Regions from separate parts of the Mus musculus genome. Here regions 1 and 3 are each linked to region 2. Evidence: chromatin contacts called from public HiChIP or PLAC-seq data. All regions are on one chromosome and are shown on one strand. Each heading gives the region's core, a stretch centred on a gene start, on an enhancer-like site or on the middle of the called end of the contact. The rest is flanking DNA. Distances are from core to core; before and after follow the strand shown.

Region 1 (4,014 bases), core at 1,152-3,651, 780 kb before region 2:
CAGTGATGTACATCCTTCAGCAATGTTCTACCTCCTAAGATTTGATAAACTCCCAGACAGCACCCCTGACTGGGGGCCAGGTGCTCAGATATGTGTACTCAGGGGGCTGGTTCTCTTTTAAACCCCATAGCCATGTTGTGTAAATCTTCAACTGGATCCTATCTTCTCAGTCAGTGTTGTTCCCTCCATTGCCCCGTTCCAGCCACATTGGGGGTCTGCCATTTCCCAGTCTCCCATCTCGTTACATAAATGGTTGACTTGTCCCTTGGGTTGATTTTAAGTTGTGTCAGAAGAAGTATTTCCTGACATTTCCTCAGTTACTCTCCAGATTTGGTTGTGAGCCTAGCCTTTGAGGGCTGAGCCATCTCTGCAGCCTGCCCCAGCTCCTCTTTCACATTATTTGTGAGGAATGACTCCTCTATGGTGACTCTTTTTTTTTAAATCTCTTCCCCAATGGTATTAGACTTTTACAGGATTATTCTAATGCTCTGATGCAAGGTTGCTTATAAATGAGAGATAAAGAGAGCTGACAATCAAACCACCAATGGCTTTCACTTGGGAACTGGGTACCAGCAAATTGGAGCTGCAGGCACAGATTCTACATGGCAAGAGGGGTGGAACTAGCTTGGTTCCCTAGGCTGTCATGATGTGCTGATTTGAATAATTCCAGTGGGCTCTGTGCCATAAGACTGTAACCATGTCTGGTACCTGACATATGGGCAAATAGACTGATCTGGAGTATGAGGAGCATGAAGAGAATGAATTGGTATCAGTTTTATCAGCTATCCTTAAAGGAGACTGACTAGTTTATAACCTGGACATCAAACCCAATAGTCGGTGTCTAAAATGCTATAGGTAACCTCAGCAGTATGCAAGTTCTCAGCCAACACGTATTTACTTACGTTTCACCAGATAATTAGGGGAATGGCACAAAGGGAATGAATTATGTTTGAATAAATGTTATAAATCTAAACATTTCTCCATTCTCTGAGAGTGGAACAGATTGCTTTCTAATAATGACACTATCATTTAATTTATTTTCAGCATATATATTTAGGTACATAAATGAAGCAATACCTATTTATAACCTTTCTACACACACATGCACACACCAATAAAGAATGATGCTTTTAGCGGTGTGTTTAAAAATAAGAAAGCATAACTTATATCTCATAAAGATCACCATTTTGGATGTATATGGTTCTGTGGATGTTGCTATATTTGTAAAGCTGTGCAACCATCGTCCTTACCTAGTTCTGGAAGGTTTTCCTCACATACACACACCCCACTCCCCCAAGAGTAGGTCTAACCGGGCAGCCACTCCTTCTTCCTCACACCAGAAATCACAGTTCAACTTTCTGGCTCTGTGGGTTCCTTCACCTGTGTATTAGTAATTTCTTTCTTTCTATGTTGAGACCACTCTTGTTTTATAGTGTATCAATCTGTTTCCACCCATTAACTCATAGATGTTTCAAACTATACATTAAAAAAAAAACAAAATCCTGTTCCTATTGTAAAACTTTAAATGTAATTTGTCCTGAAGAATAGAGTAGCTAGAGTCTTCTCTATTCATTCTCTCTCTCTCTCTCTCTCTCTCTCTCTCTCTCTGCCTTTATAAGGAGGCTTTATCATTAATTATTTACCTTAGTAGTCTCAGGAAGAAGAACAGATTAGCCTAGTCTAACATGATTTGCAGAAGCAATTGTTCTGATTGCTAAGAACTTAATTTGGGTGTTTTTAATACTTAGCCATCTAACCCTTTGAACATAATTCAGAACTATGCATCAGCCTCTCCTTTTCCCTTTACGGCCACACCTACCTCCCTTCATTATGGAAATATCTTCATGATTCATATTTAAGACTTCAGAGTGATAATTTCCAATTTTAGCTGTTATAAATACTGCTACTGTGAACATTTGTCCACATATTATTTTTATAGCCATATGTTTTTACATTATGGTGTACTCAGGATTAAATTGCCTGGCCACACGGTAATTCTATTCAGCTATTAGAGCACTTTGATTTCCAAAATAAGGACAATGTTGTGTACTGTGGTGACTGATTTTATGATCAAATGCACCATTAGTTCAGCGGTTTCAACTATAACATTTTACACCCCCCTTTTAAACCTCTACCTTAAGTGAAGCACACTTGCCTTTTCTAAGAGAAATTAAGCAGCAGCTAGAATGTCCAGTCTGTGACTCAGTCTAGGTGCCCGGGCAACTGTTTGTGATTCTAGCTCTGCAGTTGGTGCTTAAGTTCAGCCAGGCCCTGCCTGCCACCATGCACCTCTCTGTACTCTCTCAAGCGAGGTCTCTTGTTGCTCAGCTCCACAGCCACATCGACTAACTGAGCAGCTGCCCTTTCCTCACTCATTTCCTCTCCACTGCCCTCAAAGGAGCCTTCCTATTTGGTGGGCATTCTGTTGCATGTTAGCGCAGCTGACTCATCCCTGCTTTCATAGGGCAAGGGAACTAAGTTTTCTGCCATGAATACAAGAGTTCCTGTTTTCCACCTCATGGTGAGAGTAAATTCCCAAGGGCTGTTGTGCTGCTAAAATAGGGGCTGCTGGCTAAATAGAAAAGGATAATGTGCCCTGAGTGCTGTAGGTCATTTCTTACAGTTTCCCAGTCTGAGGAGGAAAAGCAAAGGAGATTGCGAAGATTCATTGTTTTCAAAGGAAGTGTCCTCATGGAAGTGTAGAGTCAGTTGGTGTAAACATGATAGGCTGTGTAAATCTGTCTTATGTGCTCAAAATTAAACTTTTTCTCAGTCACAAATGAAGTGCTTAGAAGCTTTGTGGCACAATCTTATATAGGATTTCTTGATCTAAAGTCCTCATTTCCAGCTGTGACACATGTGTATGTAAGATCTGCATTGCAGTGTCTGGTTTAAAGATGCAGTATAAGCTTAGACACAGGTCCTGTCTGCACTTACCATCTAACCTCTGTGGTAAGAAGTGTTAATGAACGCCTGTTATGTTTCACATATTTCTGCACAAATATTTAAGGGACAGCATAAAATCTTTCATTTATTTGTTTTACTTTGCTGAATTTATTCTAGGTTGGTTCTTACTTGAAATCTCCAAAATTCCCTATTTGGATTGTTGGCAGCGAAACTCACCTCACCGTATTTTTTGCCAAGGTATGCTTATAGGGGACTTTTTTTTTTCCACAATGATATTAGCCAAACAAGTAATATTGTGAGTCCATATTTAGTTTGATCTTTGTGCAGATGAAAATCCAGCCAGTAATAAATGGAATGTTTCCCAGAAATCTTATCAGTTCACACTACAGAAAACACTGTTGCTTTGCTCTGGGGTTGGAGTCACCTCAGTGAAGTCCTTCCTGACTCCATTACATGTCTTTATCTCTGCTGACTCAAGAGCTCTGGCTTTTGATTTTGTTTAGAAGTTGCTGAGATGTGGAAGAAACCATTTTAGTTTTATTTTAGATTCTTACATAAAATGGTTTCTAAATCTTTCTTTTTAACAAGACGTAATATTTTCCACAGTGGGGTGGTAAAAGCTTTGGCATCAAACACCTTCATTTAAACCCTAGTTTCTTTGCAACATCTCTTGGGCTCTTTTCCTCTGTGTTTACAGTAGGGCTTTTTAACAGTACCTAGGTCTTAGAAGTGCTGTCAGCCTTAAATCTAAGATATTTAGTGGTGTCTAGCACAAGACAAGTGCTCATTACTCTATGAAAAGTTTTCCAATGTCTCTGATGCTGTTAAGAACAAAGTGTCAGAGCGTGGACTGATGCGGGCAATGTAAAAGTGTGTCCTTGAGGTTCCTTACTCCAAGAGACTCTGGGAGTACGCGTTTCCCAGGGTAAGGTCCCGTCTCTAAGAATTCTATCACTTTCACTGAACTGGTAACCTCATTTTTATTTTATTTTCTTCCTGCTTTTATTGTGTTAGCCAGCGTCCAGCTTACAGCTACAGAGTAAGGTACATGTTACTTTTCCTTAACCTGGAAACTGTATAAAAGTACAGGCCACCATGATACATGAG
Region 2 (3,644 bases), core at 736-3,235:
TTTGGTCTGCATATAAGTCTATGTACCACCTGTGACTGTCACTCACAGAGGCCATGAGATCCCCTGGGACTATAGTTACAGATGTTTGTGAGCTGTCATGTGGGTGCTAAGTAGGTTATAAAGAGCCCCAGGTCCTTTGGAAGAGCAGCTGGTGCTCTTAACTGTTCTCTTCTGCCCCACAAAAACAAAATCTCAACTATTACATGTGTGTGTGTGTGTGTGTGTGTGTGTGTGTGTGTGTGTTAATTCCTTTTCCCTATTTATTATTTCCTATAGTGTTTACTATGAATAACAAGATTGTATTTTTTTGATGTACAGATTTTATTTTTTTTTCAACAGGAATTGTATTATAAAATGTCATGTCAAACTTTTAATCAACCCACACATGGTGTTGCTATCTGATTTCTTTATGTTTATCTGCCACAAGCTGGTACTTTATTCCAGGCTTGCATTTTCAAGCTTTCAGAATTTTTAAAATTTTTTAAATTTTTATTATTTATTTATTTATTTGGCTTTTCGAGACAGGGTTTCTCTGTATAGCTCTGGCTGTCCTGGAACTCACTCTGTAGACCAGGCTGGCCTCGAACTCAGAAATCCCCCTGCCTCTGCCTCCCGAGTGCTGGGATTAAAGGCGTGTGCCACCACGCCTGGCACTTTCAGAATTATTTGAACACTTTCTTGTAAATCAGATTATAATGTTGGTGTGTTCACTTGTGTAAGGTCCACCTCCACAGTTTTATGATGGCTATTCCTGGTTTTCAACTCGACTACATCTGGAATGAACTACAATCCAGAAATGGAGGGCACACAGGATCTTGAGGCTGGAAGACACAGGCTGCTGACCCAGATCTTGACATGGAGATCATGAGACAGCCCAGGCAAGGTAGTGCACAACTTTAATCCCAGGACACTGAGGCAAGCAGTTCTCTGAGTTCAAGGCCAGCCTGGGACAAAGCAAGTTCCGGATCCAGGTGTGGAACTTGAGGACATAAAGACATTGGGAGAAAGAAGATTGACTCACTCCTCGTCACCTTCTTGCACTTACTTGACAGCATCTCTGTTGGAACCGATTTCTTCAGATTGTAGCTTAGACAGAAGACCAGATGAAACAACCTACTTCGTGGGACAGAGCAACTACTAGATTCTTGGGTTTCCCATTCACAGCTGCCCATTGTCAGGTTAGTTGGACTGCAGAGTGTAAATCATTGCAATAAATTCATTTAATATATATAGACAGTCTATAGGTCCTCTGACTATAGAGAACCCTGACTGATACATTTTTCAGCTTGAATTCACCACCACCACCACCCTTTGCGGGGGGGGGGGGGGGTTGTTGTTATTGTTGCTGTTTTTCAAAATAGGGTTTCTGTGTAGTCCTGGCTGTCCTGGAACTCACTATATAGACCAGGCAGGCTTTGAACTCAGAAATCTCTGTCTCTGCCTCTCAAGGGCTGAGATTAAAGGCATGGGTCACAACTGTCCAGCTATAGCTTGAAATAATTTTTACATGCAACCAAAAATATGGGGAAAACATATTTACACAAAGCCCTGGTTTCTCTGACCTTTCTTTTGCCATTTGCTGCATTTTTATTCCAAGCGAGCAAGGTTTATAGTGTTTACATTCTTTCTCTGAAGACCTAGCTCAGTGTGTGTTTTTAATGCTATTAGATTCTGCAACATCTCGCCTGCAAATTTATTTCCACCATTTAGTATATAAGGGAATAGTTGGGAGTGAATACCTGGAGCCTAGTAGGGGATTCGGCTCCTACTCCAAGGTCAGAAGGCACATGAATCTCGAAACCTTGTGCCAATGGCGCCATCTCTTGGCCGGCAGAGAGGAGATGCAATGTAGTCCTCCCGTCAGCAGGGTGCAGTGCGAGCCGGAGAGTGCAGCTTTGCTTCCGCGAGTCACACGCAGGCGCAGACGTGGACTCCCGGCAGCCTCCGCTCTCTTACCCCGCGCGGTGCATCCCTTTGCGGACTCCGTGGAGGCTCGGCGCTGCGGCGGACTCCGGCGGTGGGCGGGCTTCCGCGCAGGGCGGCCGGGCTCCGCGCTGCCGCCGCCGTGGCCCATGGGCACAATCGTCTCGGAAGGCCGGGTGAGTGGCGCCGCGGCGGCCCTGGCAGGCGGTCTGATCCGGAACGTAGACTCGGGTGTGCGCGCCTTCACGGATGCGCTGGACGCGAGGCCGCGGCTCTAGGCCGCGCCGTGAGGGGCGCGGGGATGCGGGCGGGGCACCCCGAGCTGCCCGGGGGGTTCCCAGCCCTCCACGTTGGGCTCCTTCAGCCTGCCACGTTCCACCGGGCCACCTAGATCCCCCCTTCACCAGTCCCGATCCTCTTGACAGTGAAGAAAGTACCTTTCTCCTCTTCATGGCCCATGCCCAGACCAAGTTGTTGGGTCGCAAGACCGCAGTAACCCAGACTGCGTCGGGCCTCAGGAATGGAGAAGCCAAAACACAAACCCCAAAACTTGTTTCCTTCCAGAGCACCTGAAGTGAAGGTTGAGGCCGTTGTCTCACCGGGACAGAGAGTGTCTGTTGTAACCCCCGGCATGCTCAGGCCTGCGCTAAGGGGAGTTTTAGCGTTCATGTCCCTCCGCTAGCTTTCGAGCTTCTTCTGCTTGGACCAGTTGTGCTCTGAATGAGTGCTGCAAGCTCAGTAAGGTGCTTCTCCAGGGGTTAGATCTCTAAGAAGCTCGTTGGAAAACCCAGGCCTGGATTGATCCGAAGAACCAGATTACAAGCTGGAAAGACCTGGAAGAGGAGTTTTATTACAAGTGGAAAGGCTGCACCTATGAGGAAGAGGGAAAGCAAGAGCAGAGAAGCGCTGTAGAGTATTCTGCAGTTTAAGGCTGTGACAGAGGATGAAGAGGGACTTAGAAGGGTGATCAGTCAGACCTTCCTTTGAGAAGTCAGGAAGGGGGGACCATTGACATAAGTTCTTGTTATAATTCTGCTTGTTCTGGGAATAGGTGAGGCCTGTCTCTCTGCAACAGGTGGCTCTTTTAAATCATGGGGACACATTTATACTGGGCTGAGCTGTAAACATTTCGAGATAACAAATTTTAGTAAATATGAGTAATGGAGCCCAGGGTGGCAATATGTCTGGAATTCCAGTGCTTGGAAGGTGCAGGCAGGAGATTAAGAGTTCCGAGGACAAGCCACACGTGGAAATCACATGTGTGATTTCCTACAGGCGTCATTTTTCTCCTACCATATGGGTTCTTGTTGACCCCCTGATTTGTTATTATGTACCTCCTCCCCCCCACCACCTGTCCCCCGCATAAATTTTTCACACATCTTTCCAACAGGGAAGAGTTCCCTCTAGTAGGTCATTCTACAAGTCTTTCAGAACAGTAGAGAAATCTGCTGCGCTGTTTGCTTTAGTTACTCTGGTTAGTTTGTTTTTAACAGTCCCTGGCCAATGGTATCTTGGTAATACGGATGGGAAATGTGAACTATCAGAGATGGCATAGCTACACACGGAAGGGTATAAATGATTCGGTAAAACATCATTAAGTCCTGAGTATAAGATATGATTGTGGTGTGGATCAAGCTAACAGAGGTAGACTTTTAGACTTGTGATGGTTACTCTTGGTTAGCTACATCTGGAATCTACTAAAACCCAATGGCTGGCCACAC
Region 3 (3,528 bases), core at 1,008-3,507, 680 kb before region 2:
TGATGTGAAGAGCAAGACATGGGGACCCAATCTGTTAGGCAAAGGTAAGCATTTCATTTGCACTACATGTGTGTTTGCATATTCATGTACGTATCTACTGACATAGAGTATACATATATGAGGTAAGCCACCAATTTGAGTTAGCAGATTATCCAGTCAGAACAAAACATCTCTTGAACATCTGAGGCAGAAATGAGTCAGTGAAATTTATTGAAACACCAGATCTCTCAACAGCCAAGAGTGGAGCCCCAGAGCTTTCTTTATCATCTTTCAATGGGGGGATTGAGAGTAATCCATTTGGAACTTAAATTTTCTCTGACATAAAACCAAACTCACACTCTTTTCTTAGGTTTGTTTCTTTTAGATAAGGGATTATCTAACAACGTCATTTTATCTTGACCTTTATGTATGAATCTTCTTTATTCTCACAAGCATAGCTTCAACTTAAAGGCAAAAGCACATTTGATAATGATCAAGATTTAAACATTTCAAGATTTCTTTCCCCCTTTTCTTGATCAAAACTGTCTGGACAGTTCCCACAACAGCTTGAAGAAAGTCCCTGAGGCGACAGGCTTGGAAGTGATGACCGAAAGCTAGAGCCAAACTTACTGCTTTTCCAGAATGAGGTCGAGAGTTTTATAAATAGTTTCCCAAAATTGTTCCATCTGCCAAAGTGTTTGGCCACACCTGTGTGGTCTCAGCCTTTCCCACCCCTCTGCTGTTGATTTAGCTTCACTCCATCAATCCTTCTCATTTCACTAAACAGATTAGAGAACTCTGCCCTTGCTCATGTGTGCACCACCTTCTATAGCACCACACCCCACTCCTGTTCTGAAACATGCATTCCCCCAAGTAAAAAGACCTAAAGCTGGTGGGCTTACCACCCACTGGGATCTATACCCAGGCTGCCCAGATATACAGTTTAAGGGGGATTATTCACAGCCCAGAAAGTAGAACAGGCTGTTTGCTGACAGAAATCTGTATTTCTCAGCTTGGCTCCCTGTCTTTTCAGGGTATCTTCAGGTTTGTCTACACTCCCAAATTACAGAAATAAATTAAAAGGAAATGCAAAGGGTGAACCTCTCTGTCTCTCATCCTATTTACCTCTCTCCCTTCTTCCTTCCTTGCTTCGCTTCTTTCCTCTCCAACATGCACATACTTACTTTTTCAACAACAATAAATTGAACTGAATAATTTATTCTGGGAAACTTCTGAATAAATGCATGGAAACTGAATTATTCAATCAATAAATACTTATGGACAACTTACAGTGTGCTGTCAATAATTCAAGAATTGAAGACTGCAGAGGAGAGACAGGATGTCTCTATGTGTGGAATTAATGTACTTTATCAAGGGGAAACCAATACATGGGAAAACTAGCATACTATCTCAGACAGTGGTTAGTGCTATTACAAAAAGGATGACAAGATAGTCACAGAGTCAGGTGATTTAGGAACCTGTTTCTTGGGGAGATGGGTATTTTAACTTTCACTTGAGCAATTAAGAGGGGAGCTCTCTCAGGGCTGAATAGCACAGTGGGTAGAAAATTTCAGAGAATGGGAAAAGCAATGGAAGTAAGGAAGCCTTAAAGACTAGGCATGTTCACAGGAGAGGGCATCACTGTGTCTTTCTCATAACAAAATCCACAGACTGAGGTTGTTTGAGACCACCTGGAGGCTATGCTGTCCCCTAGGACATGTAAGGACTGTTTTGTTTGTTTTTCTCCTTCTCCTCCTCTCTTGTTGTTGTTGTTGTTGTTGTTGTTGTTGTTGTTGTTGTTCTTCTTCTTCTTCTTCTTCTTCTTCTTCTTCTTCTTCTTCTTCTTCTCTTTTTCTTCTTCTTCTTCTTCCTCTTCTTCTCCTTCTTCTTTCTCCATAGATAAAATAACCATCATTGAGCAAATAGAGATTAATTGTTCAGTATGTGGTTGACATGGTTTGAATGTGTTCCACAGACTCAAGTGTCTAACACTCTAACCAATAGAGCACAGTAAAGAGAGCTTGTAGAAGTTTTAGGAGATGGGGATGGCAGGAAGAGGTTGGCTCCTGGGGGCAGGGGACTTTGAAAGTATAGCCAAGCCCTAGTTCTAGTCTCATGCAGTATGGTTCTTCACTGATGGGATGTGAATAGCCAAGTCACTTGACCTGGACTAGGCTCCTGCTGTTAACATGGCTTCTTCATCAGATACTGAATGGAAATCAGTGTCTCTTCCCTCCTGTGGCTTCTGTCAGTTATTTGGTCACAGTGGAAAGAAAAGGAAGTAACCCAATGTTGTTGAGACACATGGCTCTACGTGTCAGACTAAGCACAGCAACTCTACCACAGAGTGTAAGGATGAGTTCTGCATGTATAGTAAGCTCCATAAAGTTAAAAGACAAGAGAGAGAGAGAGAGAGAGAGAGAGAGAGAGAGAGAGAGAGAGAGAGAAGAGAGAGAGAGGGAGAGAGAGAGAGAGAGAGAGAGAGAGAGAGAGAGAGAGAGGGAGAGGGAGAGAGAGAGGAGAGAGATGTTTCCAACATATAAAATGATAGAAATCAATACTATATAACCAGTTATACAATCAGTAGAGTCAACATGTAAACAAGAAGATAAGCAAATGATATAAATGAGAAATTAATAGGGAGGGATGAATGGTCTACAAACATAAAAAGGTGATCAAAGATACTAATATTAAAGGAGCATAAAAACAAACAAATAACAACAAATCTGAGACACTGTTTCCCAGCCCAGTGGCTGGGAAACCCTTAATTGTCCTGAATAACGGACACTCCACCCCACCCTCTGATGAAACGGATTTTATAAGACTGCTCAGTGCCCACATATTTATTAATATCAAAATAAAAAGAAATAAAGACTTCTAGCCAAGTGAGATGGATACCCAAAACACACATGGCTATCTAATGGGATATAATACTACATAAGAATTAATAGGAATGAATTTGATTTATCTGTTGGCCAATCTATCCACCTGTCCACCAATGTAACTATCTACGTTTCTAGATACCTGTGTGTCTGTCTATACAGTTACCCCTTTATGGCTGTCTCTTACAGACTAGTTAAATGTGAAACACAAACACATTCAGCTACCTAAAGATCACAAAATGCTGTTTATCAATTTAAAAATATTCTGTCAAATGTTGGCAAACTACAACTAGATTTTGAACTATCTTTTCTTTCTATATTATTATTACACAGCCTGTAAGCTATGTATACTTTCAAAGTTTTAACTGGCTAACAATTTAAAGAATATTTTATTACACATAAAAATCATATGGAATTTCAGTTTCTGTGCCCATACATAAAATTCTTTGAGACTCAGCCACACCCAGTTTCCTCTGTCCTGTCTGTCATTTGATTTCACTATGAGTGTGTGCTTGGGCAGTTGTAACAGACTGTGGAAGATAGCAGTACCTGAAACATTTGTTGTCTGGCCCTTGACAGATACAGAGTCTGGATATATATTGTTCATGAAATTATTTACGTGCTTGTGCATGTATGTGTGAGTGCACACAGAGGCCAGAGCTCAATG

The links. HiChIP or PLAC-seq counts read pairs in DNA pulled down with a chosen protein or histone mark.
Region 1: a contact with region 2 is called in an H3K4me3 HiChIP or PLAC-seq map of bone marrow-derived macrophages, with 4 times the contacts expected there. The contact joins the enhancer-like site here to the promoter of Rbm17 in region 2. A contact is called at or near these places in 1 of 39 promoter capture datasets (cranial neural crest) and 2 of 115 datasets of contacts at active chromatin or transcription factors (bone marrow-derived macrophages and embryonic stem cells).
Region 3: an H3K4me3 HiChIP or PLAC-seq map of bone marrow-derived macrophages shows a contact between it and region 2, with 6 times the contacts expected there. The contact joins the enhancer-like site here to the promoter of Rbm17 in region 2. A contact is called at or near these places in 1 of 39 promoter capture datasets (pre-B cells), 1 of 15 datasets of contacts at CTCF or cohesin (large pre-B cells), 2 of 484 Hi-C or Micro-C datasets (B cells and pro-B cells) and 4 of 115 datasets of contacts at active chromatin or transcription factors (T-cell acute lymphoblastic leukemia, bone marrow-derived macrophages, large pre-B cells and 1 more).

What each region holds. Positions count from the first base shown.
Region 1 is chr2:12,381,233-12,385,246 of GRCm38.p6, reverse strand. Mindy3 (MINDY lysine 48 deubiquitinase 3) reads left to right here. Exons shown (of 15, transcript NM_024185.4): 10 at 3,064-3,144. Among named protein-coding and RNA genes, the nearest start is that of Mindy3, 36 kb to the left of the region's middle. Within about 2 kb of position 2,401, at least 35 of the 459 cell types and tissues checked have an H3K27ac peak or open chromatin away from gene starts, as enhancers often do. A contact at or near this core is called in bone marrow-derived macrophages, where this site is marked.
Region 2 is chr2:11,601,540-11,605,183 of GRCm38.p6, reverse strand. Rbm17 (RNA binding motif protein 17) reads left to right here and starts at 1,985. Exons shown (of 12, transcript NM_152824.1): 1 at 1,985-2,099.
Region 3 is chr2:12,279,585-12,283,112 of GRCm38.p6, reverse strand. All of the region lies in intron 2 of Itga8 (integrin alpha 8), which reads left to right. Among named protein-coding and RNA genes, the nearest start is that of E030013I19Rik, 20 kb to the left of the region's middle. Within about 2 kb of position 2,257, at least 4 of the 459 cell types and tissues checked have an H3K27ac peak or open chromatin away from gene starts, as enhancers often do. A contact at or near this core is called in bone marrow-derived macrophages, where this site is marked.